Linked DNA regions of Macaca mulatta: regions 1 and 2 are each linked to region 3. Evidence: chromatin contacts called from public Hi-C and Micro-C data. All regions are on one chromosome and are shown on one strand. The core of a region is the stretch at or near the end of the contact, and the rest is flanking DNA. Distances in the headings are between cores, read along the strand shown.

Region 1 (2,700 bases), core at 120-2,619, 840 kb before region 3:
TTTACAGAGTATTAATATCCATACTAGTGAAATAAATTCTAAAACTCATTCCCCTAAACCTGCTTAATCTTCTTAAACAAAAGTTTTCAGGAAAACAAATTATGAGGCTTAGGCCATACAACGAATAGGGCTTCTCAGGCTTGTCTTAGTACAAAAAATTCTGTCATGAAGATCTGAGTTTGCATCCCTATTCTCCTTCTGACTATATGGGCTTGAGCAAGTCACCTGGCTTAACTTTCTGTCATCCGTGGAATGGAGATATTCCTCATAGGATTACTATAAGAATTATGACACTTGACATGTCAAAAGCCTTGAAAAATACAGTACCACCATGACTAAGTTTTAAAAATTTCCAACTCAACCTTACTCTACCAGACTCTCTAAGGTTTGCATTTTATCTAAACTTCACACAATAGCAAATAGGCTAGTAGAAACAAAAGCTAAAAACAAACAAAAAATATCACTGACAAAGTTACTAAGTGTCTGAGAAAAAAGTTACTAAGGAAAGTGTGTTAAACTTCAATGACAGGTACATAGAAAAAAATTCTTAACCTTTTGTTGAGCCAATTTTCTCCTACAACAGGCATCATATTATAAATCAGATCGTTTGTGGGTTATAACTTAAGGACTGTTCAAAAAAAACAAAAACAAAAACAAAACAGGAACCTCAGCCCCAGAGGATTCTGATGACAAAAATCAGGGACCCATTCCTTAAGTTACTTTCTGCTTGGAGCAGTCACAAGAATACTGCCTAGCAGATGCAGTCATTAAAACCCTGTTAGTGTCGGAAAAGCAAGTGTGTGGGGAGGGTGGGCGAACTGGGAGGATTTTTTTGGGGGGGGGGAGTGCTTTCTCCTAATTTTCAAAAAGAGTAAGAGACATGTATACAAAGAAGAAACGGGGTTATCTGGAGCTGGGAGTCCGCCCCTTCCCACACACTAACGGAATTATCACTCCGGCCTCTCGTGAGCTAGTCTTTGGCTATAACCAGAAACTCGTTGCCCCTTAACCCGTGCCCAGCGCCGCAGGGGTGCGAGGGGTAGTGAAAGGAGGACCTGGGGTTCGCTTTACGCGGTAGGCGCGCTGCCTTTTATGCTGCGATCTCCTCTGCGGCCCGAGAGCTCCGGACGCGCCTGACAGGCACTCCGTTTCGCCCCTAGCCCGCTGCTCTAGGTCCTCCACCGCCCGCACTCTGCACTCTGCCGCCGACTCCGACCCCAACTGCCCTTTCCCGTCCCACCGGGATGAGGAAGATAACCTATCCTCCTGCCGCTCACACTGGCCGAGGTCCGATGCAGCAATCTCCGAAGATCATACAGACGCCATTACGACTCCGGGCTCCCAGAAACCTCTGCGCCCAGGGCTAGCGCCTACGACCCGGAAGCAAAATCCAAGCGCTTCGGAGGCGGAAGCAACGACCAATCCGCAGTGGCCGAAGTGGAAGTCGGCGTAACGGCACTAAGGGGCGGGGCCGAAACGGCCCAGGGGGCGGGCGTTTGAAATCAGTGCCTTAGAGTAGACCCTAAATATCATTTTATACCTTCAAGAACCAATTACTTAATGTCTCTTCCGTCTTTTCCGTCCCCGACCCCCTCCCAGACTCCTTCATTCCGGTACTGCGTGGACGGAAAGCCCCGGGTAGCCGACACCACGTCCCCGGCTAGCGGGAGAGAGCGTGGAAAAGGATTACACCAAACTGTTTAAATCCAACGACTCCTGCTTCCATCCTTTCTCCTGAGCTAGAACCAACAAACCTAGAGAGTTGGGCTTCGGAAAAACTAGTGTTTTCATTTAATTGGATATGAAGAAAGAACAAATATGTACGGGGCAACCACGATCTTTACAAAGGTACATTCCTGCAAAAATATTAACACTTCAAAGCAAAGGTTGTATTCGTAATGTTTGCTAAAATTTTTTATTTAAAAAACGTTAGTTTTAGTGGGAGGGGAGATGTCAATATTTACGACAGCGTTTAGAACGGTGGGCCCAACTGCCAGGAGCACAAGATGTAATTACTAAGATGGCTACTTAAGTGTTAAGTTTTAATAAGAACGAAAAGGAGAAAACCCAAAAACCAAAAACCCACCAATCCTGTCTCCTCCCTTCCATAAAAAAAAATCCTGAGAACAGAGATCTTGATTGTTTAGCTAATCTTAGTATCTCATCACATAGACCTTGACATATAGTAGCTGCTCAATTAATATTTGTTAAACAAATGAAAATTCAACTTCCCCAACTTAGTTTAAAATATAAAGAACTCACAAAGTTGAATATTTAAATGCTTTCTTACCTCTAAATTCTTTGCAACTTTTAAATGAAGAAAGAAAAGCAGAAAAAGCCCTTTCACTCATAGAGTTCAAGATGAAAATCTTGATTTTTCTTACTAAAGGTATCCCTCCTCCAGTCTTACACGTCTCACTAAAGGACACGATCATCATACTAGTTACTCAAACCAAAATCCCAGAGTGCCTACTTAAATTCCTTTTCTTTCACTTTTCACATACGGTTCATTTACAGGTCTTACCAATTCTACTTTTAAAACTTACCCGAAATTTTATTCTACTGCCATTACCCTTGTCCTGGCCAACACCATCTCCTACCTGGATTGTAATTGTTTCCTATTGTATCTTCCTGCGTCATCTTTTATCCTACAGTCAATGCTGCATATAGCCAAGAGAGTGATCTTTTAAAATTAATCAA
Region 2 (2,754 bases), core at 186-2,685, 590 kb after region 3:
TTAATATAAGGTGCACATACATAGCTATGTTATCTGCCAAATAATAGATATTAAAGGCAATAATCCATATTACTTGTGTTCTTTCTCTAACACAGTACCTCTATAGCTAAAAGAAAGTACTTTGATGATGCCATTTGACTTTCTCATAAGAAATATACTTCCTTCTAAACTTTGAGGTTAATTCATACTCAAGAAAAGATTCATTCTAGAAATCACCTACTTGCTGTATAAACAATGCAGGTGGTAGTTAACACTTTAGAGATTTGAAAGGCAGTGGAACCTGAGGTCATTATTTGAAATTCCACCGGGAGGGATCCATTTCGTGTGTAAAACATCACTCCTCTTTGATGTTTTCTTTTATGTGGCAGTTTGGAGAGCAAAGATTAATAAGCCGAAAAATAATTATTGAATATCTACCAAAATGCAAGTACCTGCTTGGAACTGTGCTGCCACCAGATCAAATAAACATGGTCTCTGCTCCCAAGCAGCTCACAATCTGATGAAATTACTAGGGACACCAAAAACAAGCCAGCATAATACACGATTTGAAGGCTACAGTGTATGATTATGATCAAGTTCTTATCACATTGCTATGAATAAATGTATCCTGGTTCCTCTGTTGGCAAGAAAACAGGACAGCAGAACATGACAGAAATAGGATATGAGAAAATAAACATAAAGAGAGGAAAGCCTATTTCCCCCACTTAGAATCACAGTCCAACAGTCCACAATTTCGCAAAGTGGATCCCGCTGGAATGGTATCCGGGATAACTATATTATTCATTAAAATCCGTTAACAATGGAGGTTAATCCAGCAGGAATGAGCGATAGACAGAGGAACAGATCCTCTCAGGAATTAACACCCGGAAGGGTGATTTGCATGATTACAAACCTGTTTGGCGGGACGCAGGAACGCAGCGCCTGCTAGCCCACTAGTCCGTCACTCCACTTCCAGGAAAGCACAGTAGCTAGAAAACCATACCCTCAGGCCGAGCTTCGCGATGACGCGCGCAGGACGATAGAAACCCCCAGACCCCAAAAGGGCTCTGCACCGAGATAACAATTACAAGGGTTTGGAAAGGCCAGAAACCCGAGAAATCACCAACCGAGCTCCCCACATCCAAACCACCTCCCCAAGGCGGAAATAAAAGGCACCGCGCCCACTGCAGCTCAGCTGAGGAGGAGTGCTAGAGGCGCAAAGGGCTGACTGGCGCGCTCCGGCCCACCCAAACAGCGCCCGCGGGAATTTCTCTCTTGGCCCGCCAGGAGGCACGGCTTCCCCCGCCCCTCTAATAAACCATTAGCAGTGGGAGCGCAAGCAAGTCCCAGCCGGGCGACAGGCCCGCACAACCCTCGCGCTCTCACCTTTCAAAGCGCCTCCGCCTCCGCCCCCGCCCCAGGCACCAGCACCTGGCAAGCGATGCTCCGCCCGCTTCCGGGGACCGAGGGAAGTCCCGCCTCTGGGTGGGGAGAGGGGCGGGGCCGAGCGGCGGGAGGGAGCGTCTTCCGGGAGCGTGGCTAGGGGCGGAGCGACTGCCGCGCGGTAGTCAGGGAGCTGTGCGGGTCCTGGTTGCAAGAGAGGTGGGGAGAGGGGCCTGGCGGGCTTTGAGGGACTGGGAGGACTGTCCTGGCTAAAGCCGGCGCGGGAAACTGGGGCTGCGGGGCGGGAGGGCCCTGCTGCTGGGGAAGGAATCTAACATATCAGTCCTGAGGAAGGGTGCCATTCCTTGACTCCTTGGCTCTTCCGCTCTCTGCCGTAACTTTGGGGTGTGGCAGGGGTTAGTGACGGGCGGTTACCCGGGATCTAGACGTGCAGGAGGTTCGTGGCCACGATGGGGCTATAGTGTTTCTCGCGGCTGCTGGGGTAACAAAACACATGCCTTTAATCCGGATTATCCGCGGTGACATGGGGCCTCCGCTACTGCCCGTATAAGTTAAAGGCCTGTTCTCTCAAACTTCCTCCTCTTTCACCTTCTTCTGCAGTCTGTTTGCCAGCCAACCCCAGCCCGGGAGGGGATCAGGGCCACCAGGTTGCTGGTAAGGTTGAAAGACTGAGTGTATTAAGACTGTTAAAGTGAGCCTGTGTAAGAGAAGGAAGGATTTTGTGGATTGCTACTTTGTGAGTGTGGGGTGAGTCCCAGAACCTCGCTATGTCGGGGAAACGGAAGCGTGTGGTGTTGACTATTAAAGATAAGCTTGATATAATAAAGAAACTTGAAGACGGAGGTTCTTCCAAACAACTGGCAGTGATTTACGGAATTGGTGAAACAACAGTTCGGGATATAAGAAAAAATAAGGAAAAGATTATAACTTATGCAAGCAGTTCTGATTCCACAAGTCTTTTGGCCAAGAGGAAATCTATGAAGCCATCCATGTATGAGGAATTGGACAGGGCAATGCTGGAATGGTTCAACCAGCAAAGAGCAAAAGGGAATCCCATATCTGGACCAATTTGTGCAAAAAGGGCAGAGTTCTTCTTTTATGCTTTGGGAATGGATGGCGATTTTAACCCCTCTGCCGGCTGGCTAACTCGTTTTAAGCAGCGGCACAGCATTAGAGAGATTAACATTAGAAATGAAAGATTAAATGGAGATGAGACTGCAGTGGAAGATTTTTGTAACAACTTTAGAGATTTTATTGAACGAGAGAATTTACAGCCTGAACAAATCTACAATGCAGATGAAACTGGACTCTTTTGGAAGTGCTTGCCTTCTAGAATTTCAGTAATCAAAGGTAAATGCACTGTCCCTGGGC
Region 3 (2,922 bases), core at 136-2,635:
ATGGGATTACAACCCCCAAATATTCCATACAGACAACACTTGTCTTTAACAGTCAAAAACTGTTCAGTATACAAACCTCTCTTGTTGAAATTCTGATCTGCAGTAAGTACATTTTACAATAGGATGTGCAATCCGACATTCCTGTAATAAGACAATACATTAGTCGGTATCTATCTGAAAGTCCCAAATGTCACTTTTCTGGTAGAAAATTGTTTACCCAACCTAGTGAAATGTCTAAAATATTGATAAAACCTGGCCCCAACGTAAGGAACTGGATGCTTTATCATATAAGTGGCCAATCACAATATAATTCCTCAGGGAAGGCATAGGTGTCTTTGTCTTTAGTAGACGTGGGGTATATTACAGACAAATTAAGAAAGCTGTCAGGGCCGATTTCAAGGATTGGTTAAATGTGAAACTACTTATTATTTTGCACCGTTGCTCACAGACAGCATCCTGGCTTTAATGGGATGGGAGGAGCTCCAAATCAGAGCATTCTGTTCCCAAACCAGTCGCTTCGCTTTCCTGGACAGGGAAGGAGGATGCCATCAGCTTTGCGGCTTCGGGTTCCTAGCAAGAAAGTGCAAAAATCGTCCCCTGCCTCCTGGTGGAAGAAGAGGACAGACCAGGCAGAAAACCGAGATGAAAACATCTCCACCCCTGGGTCTCTGCGGTATAGACAGGTGGCTGCCTCACTCAACCCCACCTCTGAGACCCCTCAGACGCTGACGGGGTTCGGCACCCGCCCGGGCCTCCTGGAAGAGGGCACGATTCTGCCTCCCTCTCAGGGGCCGTTCCCAGCTGATGTTCAAGCCCCCAGAAAAAGGGGTCCCCGAGTGGGGAGGCGGGGACACCAGACTCCCAAACCCCCGAGGCGCCGGCAAAGAGAGAGGGGCTGCAGTGCAGCGGCTACCCGGCCCCCTCCGGCTACGACCGAGGACATCCATCCCGCCCTCCTCCCGGAGGCCACGGACCTTGCAGAGCTGCTGGCCCTGGGAGAGCTCCTCGAAGGGATAGCGTTGGGTACACTTGGTGCAGGCGTACAGGGCCGAGGCCGCCATCCTGCTCCTCAGTCTCCTCCTCCGCCGCCGCCCGCTCCGAGGCGGGGCCCTACGGAGAACTCGAGACCCGCCGCCGCCGCCCGGGCCGCGGGCTCCTCCTCCTCCCCCTCCCCCTGCCTCGCGCCCACCAGGGCCTCGCCGCCAGAGCCCAGGGCCCCGCGGACGACGCCACCGTCTCCCTCCGCCTCCACTTCCGCCCCAGCCCACCCAGTGACGCCGTGCCAGCCGCTCCCGCTTAGGCCCCGATAGCGGCGGAGGGAGACGAAGCGGGTAGGGGTTGCTGTTTAGCTGCGCGACCGCGGATCCGCTTCCTTCTCGGCCTCCCTTCCCCATCCCTGATTGGCTGCGGAGGCCACGCGTCACTCGGTGGCTCCTCCCAACCTCCAACTTCCGCGACGCCTGGAGCGCCCACAAAGGGAGGATGTCGCCGGCCAATGAGAGCCCGGAGCTCTCAGCGCGCGAAATCCGCTTTGAACCTGCCCCGCCCAAAGGTCTGCGGTCGCGGCTATTTCTAACAGCCAGTCCCAGGTTTGGGTGAGAGCGCCCCAATCCAATTGGGCAAGTGTTCGCGAAAGGCTCGTTCTCTGCCGCAACTTTTTTATCCTTGCTTTCTATTGGACTAAGTCGTTAAGTCCCTCCTAATCCTATTTGTTATTGGCCAAAAGGTAAGTACTTCACCTGGAGAGGCGTCCCCGAGGCAAACTCACGCTCTCTCCTGCGTTTAATCCGAGGGAACTCGTGGAGTGCTTTAACTTCGCCTTCGCTTTTGTTTTATCTCCATTACTCCGTTCGGTTGCCACTGGCGACAACACTACTCGCCCACGCTTCTTACTGGAGGAGGCCCGCCCCACCGTAGAATCCCCGCAGAGCCGGCCAGTAGCCCGCGGCGTTGTAGGCCCCCAGCAGGCCCAGTTACGCGCTACCTTGTGACGTCACCAGGGAAGAGGCGGATTCTCTCCTGCTACTAAAAGACGCCTGCTGTTTTGATTGGCTAGGGAAGACGTCCGTTAGGACGTGTTGCCTTTTCTGTGTACGGTGTGAGCGTAGGCTGCTCTGAGGGGGTGTGTGGCAGGGGTTTCCAAGGCGAGCACCAGCACCGTTGCCCTTTTCCATCAGGGGTTCAGCCCAGGGTCGCCCCTGGTGGGCGGCTCCCGAGTCTTGGAGAAGAGCACGAGAACCCAGACCGCCCCCAAGGTGCGGAGACCCCCCCTGGGCAGGCTGAAAGATGGCGGCGGCGTCTGTCTCTGCGGCTTCTGGTTCCCAGTTGTCGGTAAGCAGCAGTTGGCGCGAGTGGTCCCCACGTCGGTCCCAAGCGCCTCTTTGAGTTTCCTCACTTTCAGGGCTCTGTCAGTCCAGCTTCTGAGTCAATTCCGGAGGACGGCGGGAGTGCCTAGATTGCCCCGCGCTCCCCAAGCTTCCATTCACTGTTCCTCTGTCGAGACTGCACCCTCTGGCTTCCAGTGAAACTGGAACGGAGACTGGCCGTCTCTGTTCCCCATCCTTCATTCACCTTTCGGCGTAGCAACCCCGGTTGCCTAACATTCTCAAGGCCCAACTGGGATAACTGCCCACTCCCTGGCCTGCGAAAACGTAGCTCGTTTGGTCACGTGAGTTCAGCGGCCCCTCTAGGAAACTCGCCAGAGCAGGTAGGCGCGCCGGTGATTTTAAGAGACAGCTGCAGAGTAGTAGTCCGCCGTCTCTCGAGCGCTTACTAGTCGTTGCTTATGCTGTTAACTATCCCTGCAGTGTCTCCCACTGCCGTCCGCATGAACTTCGTTGTGTGATCCTCGTAGCCGGAGCGCGCGCTTCCCGCCACCTAGAATTACTGGAACTTCACTGTGGAAATGCCATTTTGGAGAGG

The links. A called contact is a pair of places that touch in the nucleus more often than the background predicts.
Region 1: a contact with region 3 is called in a Micro-C map of CD4 T cells, with 9 times the contacts expected there. The contact joins the promoter of CWC15 here to the promoter of FAM76B in region 3. A contact is called at or near these places in 3 of 14 Hi-C or Micro-C datasets (CD4 T cells, blood and fetal cortex germinal zone).
Region 2: a Hi-C map of fetal cortical plate shows a contact between it and region 3, with 3 times the contacts expected there. The contact joins the promoter of CCDC82 here to the promoter of FAM76B in region 3. A contact is called at or near these places in 4 of 14 Hi-C or Micro-C datasets (CD4 T cells, blood, fetal cortical plate and 1 more).

What each region holds. Positions count from the first base shown.
Region 1 is chr14:95,764,166-95,766,865 of T2T-MMU8v2.0, forward strand. It overlaps CWC15 (CWC15 spliceosome associated protein homolog), which reads right to left and starts at 1,370. Exons shown (of 7, transcript NM_001266625.1): 1 at 1,278-1,370. It overlaps KDM4D (lysine demethylase 4D), which reads left to right and starts at 1,407. Exons shown (of 4, transcript XR_013404264.1): 1 at 1,407-1,848.
Region 2 is chr14:97,192,891-97,195,644 of T2T-MMU8v2.0, forward strand. It overlaps CCDC82 (coiled-coil domain containing 82), which reads right to left and starts at 1,436. Exons shown (of 9, transcript XM_077964239.1): 1 at 1,366-1,436; 2 at 893-1,046. JRKL (JRK like) reads left to right here and starts at 1,536. Exons shown (of 1, transcript NM_001265892.1): 1 at 1,536-2,754. The coding sequence starts at 2,151.
Region 3 is chr14:96,602,019-96,604,940 of T2T-MMU8v2.0, forward strand. It overlaps FAM76B (family with sequence similarity 76 member B), which reads right to left and starts at 1,386. Exons shown (of 10, transcript NM_001193920.1): 1 at 975-1,386; 2 at 77-141. The coding sequence starts at 1,061. It overlaps CEP57 (centrosomal protein 57), which reads left to right and starts at 1,471. Exons shown (of 12, transcript XM_077964224.1): 1 at 1,471-1,726.